Regions from separate parts of the Zea mays genome. Here region 2 is linked to region 1. A link is a contact called in public Hi-C data. All regions are on one chromosome and are shown on one strand. Each heading gives the region's core, a stretch centred on a gene start, on an enhancer-like site or on the middle of the called end of the contact. The rest is flanking DNA. Distances are from core to core; before and after follow the strand shown. Region 1 holds the start of LOC103643873 (protein FAF-like, chloroplastic). Region 2 holds the start of LOC103643875 (teosinte branched1).

Region 1 (2,700 bases), core at 52-2,551:
GAGCTGTAATCTGGGGTAAACCAACATAATTTGTCCTTCGACCTTTCAACCTCTACTCGCATGCCCCTCTGCACAAAGTGTTTATCAATCTGGCATCTCATCGCGCGTGAAAGATGCATGCTCTGATCAAACACCGTTCTAAAAAGACACCAATTGTATCCCAAAGAAACCAACTGTTTTTTTCTCTTGTAAATCATCCAATATACTGTTCTATAAAGACAAAAGAACTGCTGCTACTATCTTGCACCATTGTATACATACATATGTGTTTCACCTAGGTCTCTCTTCCTTAGTTACGTGGACTATAAATACCAAACTGAAAACTAGAACTATACCATGTATGGCCACATATAATAATGGATACCGCGAACAAGAAGAATACACGAGTAAACTAACTTCTTCCGAGACAATATTCACATAGATGTACTATCTTTGTTTTAAAATAAATATGCTTGTAGCATTTATTTTTTTCCTAAAATAAATAACATTAATAGGTATGGTCCGTCTAGTTACAGTAGTTTTTTTTTTACTTTTACTTTCTCTACTTGTAAAGTGCAATCCTGAATAGATTTTGACTCGAGTAATTTTTTTATACCGTAGACATTTCCACAAAGTTCTATGTTTCATGTAAGTTCTTTTTTTACCGCGCATGCGCATCCGCCCACCGCCCATGCACTAGTAAACAAATTCAAGAGACTGTTTGATTATATACTTATGCTAAAAATTACCACATATTTTATGTCACACTTGTCTAAGGTTAGTTTAAATTTTTGTCACACTTGTTTAGTTTAAATCTTGCACACTTTTATAAGTCATTTACGAGTGAGACTCAATAGAAAAATCTTTCTATATCTGTGGCTGCAAACTAAACACATGTCTAACTTGATCAACCATATCTAATCTTGGATGACATCGAACTAAACAAGTCCTAAATACAATCACCACAAGCGATGCTTGCACGACCGACGGGAACCATTTTTTTTTTCCGTATGTGCTTCAGAGGGGAAAAGACATTTTATCCGTTTGTTAGGTTAATTATAACCATATAGCCTCAGCAACAGTTTGTTACTCATCCCGCCTAGAAGGCTAGAACCATGACACCATCATCGGGCAAGAAATGCCAAAGCTCTATTTATTTATTAACTTGCAAAAAGGCAGCCGGTGGGGAGGCAGAGCATGGTGGATGCAAAGTAGTGTTGGGCCCTCCGCCTTTGTCCCTGAACGGCCAATACCGTCTGCTCTCTCCCCTTGCCCCACCAGCCCCAGTCCCCAGCCCAGCCTACAAATAGCACCCCAGCTGAGCAACCACACCATACATGCCTGCAACAAAGCCTTTGTTGTGTTTGTGCAACAGCAGCAGCACAGACATTTAGCTCCAGAGTCGGGACTACTAGTAGCCAAGATCACACAATTTCCAAGACCAACGCGCTTCCAAATTCCCAGCTTCTGCGCAGTGTGCATGCTCTGCCCGCTTCTCTGATTCTGATCTGAGTCTGAGGTAAGATTAAGAAGCCTGACACGCCGGTTAAGTTAGCCGGTTACTCAAGACTCTTTGCAACAAGAGCGCCAGTCATCTGTTGCTCACGTCTCTTTACGATCGTGCCTCTTCACAGGGAGCAAGCGCGACTGCCACTTCACACCTTCCTCCAGCGCGGCGAAGATGTCGGTGGCGGTGTGCCGTGGCCCAGCTGTTCCGGCGTTCGAGGCGCCCTGCTGGCTGCGCCCTGCTGAGCCGTACAGGCAGCCGGAGGCCGTCGTCGACGTCGACCGGCCTGCGCAGGCGGACATATGGAACGCCATCCAGGCCGACGTGGGCAAGGTGGGCGCCGGCGCCAAGAAGGCGTCCAAGCCGTACGTGCGGGACCCATTCGTGCGCCGGTCGTCGATCCTGATGAGCCAGAAGAGCCTCGAGGTCTGCACGGAGAGCCTCGGCAACGAGACCGGCTCCGGCGACTTCGCGTCATCCCTGGACATGTCCTGCCTGTTCGACGCGCCGCTGCCGGCGGCGGCGGATGAGTCCTTCTGGCAGCACGACGCGGATCGCTGCTGCGAGGAGAAGGAGCAGTGGGGGAGCAAGGACCTCGCGGCGGTGAACTACCACTGCTCGGCCGGGACGCGGCCACGGCGCCGCTCGTTCCCGCCGCCGCTGCCGTCCATGTCGCGCCGCGACGGGCCGTGCGTGCAGATGCGCCCGCGCCGCCAGGACGGGCGCCTCGTGATCGAGGCCGTGGCGGTGCGGCCGCGCGGGTACCTCCACGCGAGGCGCCAGGGCGGACGCCTCTGCCTCTCCTTCGTCGAGTGCTCTGCCCGCGACCAGAGCGCGGCGACCAGGGTCACTGCGGCGGCGGCGGCAGAGGCGCCGTATTTCTGCGCCGTGGAGCCCAGGAACGCGCAAGAGGAAGAGGCGGCCGTGGAAATGGACGACGACGAGGTGATGGAGGATGATGAGGAGGAGGAGGAGGTGGAGGTGCTGGACAGGGGCACCGTCGTTGAGGTCAAGGTGAGCACGCAGCCGCAGGCACCAACCGCGGCCAAGGTGCACCGCTCGACGCTCGTGATCAACAAGTTCGTCGGCAGCACGCCGCTGTCCGTGTATCAACCCCGGCGCCACGCCGCCAACGCGGCACAGCCCGAGGCGGAAACCTGCGACGAGACGGCGGCGCAGTCACCGCGCCCGACGGCCCTGCGCCGGGTGCCGTC
Region 2 (2,700 bases), core at 185-2,684, 160 kb after region 1:
GAGGAAAGGGAAGTTAGTTGGTCATTATCTTTGTTGATGCCTCAACATGTAATTTTCTTCGCCATTGTATTTCTCAATCCACTATATACAAAGAGGTTATAGGGTATATATTACACATCTTACGGTCCGAACCTATATTTAAATTACCCATGTATTGATGCCTAGGCGGTATCCAGCAACAGAGTGTCTCTAGCACGCATCTCTTACTCTATTTATCAACTCTCCCCCGAATACATGTGGTTCCTTATTGTCACTGGCGGATCTACAGGGTGTCACCCTGTAGTCCGGTACCGGCATAACATATTAGCTTTGTCTATTTCATGACTTCAAACATGTTGCAACAACCTACAGATGCGTTCAGTCTATCTATATACAAGAGGAAGAATACAAGTGACAAATCTAATTTGTGAATATAAGAATTATTATGCTGGTTTACATAGAATACCAAATTATAGCACACATTTATCATTCCTTATTGAATTTCTAAATGTATTTCACTGAATTATTCATGCATTTTTAATTTGGCATACCTTATAGTAAAATTCTATAACCGCTACTGCTTATTGTCATTATGCGACTTGGAAGACATTTTCTACCTACTGAAAGCGGTCTGTTTTTTGTGTTGTCGAGAGTGTGATGGGTAACCATAGTTAATAATGCACTGGATCTATCACTACTCATACAGGTCCCATATGCCTAATAATGTTGTGAAGACCAACTCATCTGACCACATCTGTCCCTACCATGCTTGTACACCACACTACATACATCACTCATCACTGGTCCTTCGTTTCGGTACCCTCCTCCCACAATGTTCAATGTATATACTAATAGTTCTCAAATAAATTCCTGTGGATGTTACAAAAACCCACGGTCTTTGGTTTCCTGAAGAAGTATTTCATGGAGGCGCGCACGTCCATCGTACTGCGTCCTGCAGCTATGGCCGCCCCCATCTGGCCAATAAATGTACTAGGTCACTTGTAGCCAATAGCGTTTCAACATGCACACAGCTTTTCCCCCAATAGTGCAGGTCCTTGTATTCTCCTCCCTCTCCCTCACCTCAAATCTCATCCACACGAACAGGCGGCACGGCAGTATTCCTCCACAGCCCTCCTCTCTATAAGATGGCACAGCCCTCTCAGGTAGGGGCGAGTGTCTCACTCTCACATAGTAAAAAAAAAAAACGCCCCAAGGTTCTTAAGCACAATTCTCTAGCTATCTTGGTCTCCTACACAGCCTATGCACATGAGCCCATGCCTCTCCTCTCCTTGCGCCTGCATAGAGAGGTGGTATGATCACCTGGAAAGTTTTTAACTCTCTCTCTCTCTCTCTCTCTCTCTCTCTCTCTTACAAGCCTAGACCTTATGCATGGTCGGACGGACACATCTGATCATAGGACATATGAGTAGGCCACACTCCTCCTGCCCCTCTCTCGTAGAGATCAACACACACTGCTCTTAGTGCCAGGACCTAGAGAGGGGAGCGTGGAGAGGGCATCAGGGGGCCTTGGAGTCCCATCAGTAAAGCACATGTTTCCTTTCTGTGATTCCTCAAGCCCCATGGACTTACCGCTTTACCAACAACTGCAGCTAAGCCCGTCTTCCCCAAAGACGGACCAATCCAGCAGCTTCTACTGCTACCCATGCTCCCCTCCCTTCGCCGCCGCCGACGCCAGCTTTCCCCTCAGCTACCAGATCGGTAGTGCCGCGGCCGCCGACGCCACCCCTCCACAAGCCGTGATCAACTCGCCGGACCTGCCGGTGCAGGCGCTGATGGACCACGCGCCGGCGCCGGCTACAGAGCTGGGCGCCTGCGCCAGTGGTGCAGAAGGATCCGGCGCCAGCCTCGACAGGGCGGCTGCCGCGGCGAGGAAAGACCGGCACAGCAAGATATGCACCGCCGGCGGGATGAGGGACCGCCGGATGCGGCTCTCCCTTGACGTCGCGCGCAAATTCTTCGCGCTGCAGGACATGCTTGGCTTCGACAAGGCAAGCAAGACGGTACAGTGGCTCCTCAACACGTCCAAGTCCGCCATCCAGGAGATCATGGCCGACGACGCGTCTTCGGAGTGCGTGGAGGACGGCTCCAGCAGCCTCTCCGTCGACGGCAAGCACAACCCGGCAGAGCAGCTGGGAGGAGGAGGAGATCAGAAGCCCAAGGGTAATTGCCGCGGCGAGGGGAAGAAGCCGGCCAAGGCAAGTAAAGCGGCGGCCACCCCGAAGCCGCCAAGAAAATCGGCCAATAACGCACACCAGGTCCCCGACAAGGAGACGAGGGCGAAAGCGAGGGAGAGGGCGAGGGAGCGGACCAAGGAGAAGCACCGGATGCGCTGGGTAAAGCTTGCTTCAGCAATTGACGTGGAGGCGGCGGCTGCCTCGGGGCCGAGCGACAGGCCGAGCTCGAACAATTTGAGCCACCACTCATCGTTGTCCATGAACATGCCGTGTGCTGCCGCTGAATTGGAGGAGAGGGAGAGGTGTTCATCAGCTCTCAGCAATAGATCAGCAGGTAGGATGCAAGAAATCACAGGGGCGAGCGACGTGGTCCTGGGCTTTGGCAACGGAGGAGGAGGATACGGCGACGGCGGCGGCAACTACTACTGCCAAGAGCAATGGGAACTCGGTGGAGTCGTCTTTCAGCAGAACTCACGCTTCTACTGAACACTACGGGCGCACTAGGTACTAGAACTACTCTTTCGAC

The links. A called contact is a pair of places that touch in the nucleus more often than the background predicts.
Region 2: a contact with region 1 is called in a Hi-C map of ear, with 5 times the contacts expected there. The contact joins the promoter of LOC103643875 here to the promoter of LOC103643873 in region 1. A contact is called at or near these places in 2 of 25 Hi-C or Micro-C datasets (both in ear).

Annotation. Positions count from the first base shown.
Region 1 is chr1:272,167,334-272,170,033 of Zm-B73-REFERENCE-NAM-5.0, forward strand. LOC103643873 (protein FAF-like, chloroplastic) reads left to right here and starts at 1,302. Exons shown (of 2, transcript XM_008667054.3): 1 at 1,302-1,498; 2 at 1,614-2,700. The coding sequence starts at 1,661.
Region 2 is chr1:272,329,410-272,332,109 of Zm-B73-REFERENCE-NAM-5.0, forward strand. LOC103643875 (teosinte branched1) reads left to right here and starts at 1,435. Exons shown (of 1, transcript NM_001382583.1): 1 at 1,435-2,700. The coding sequence starts at 1,530. The coding sequence ends at 2,660.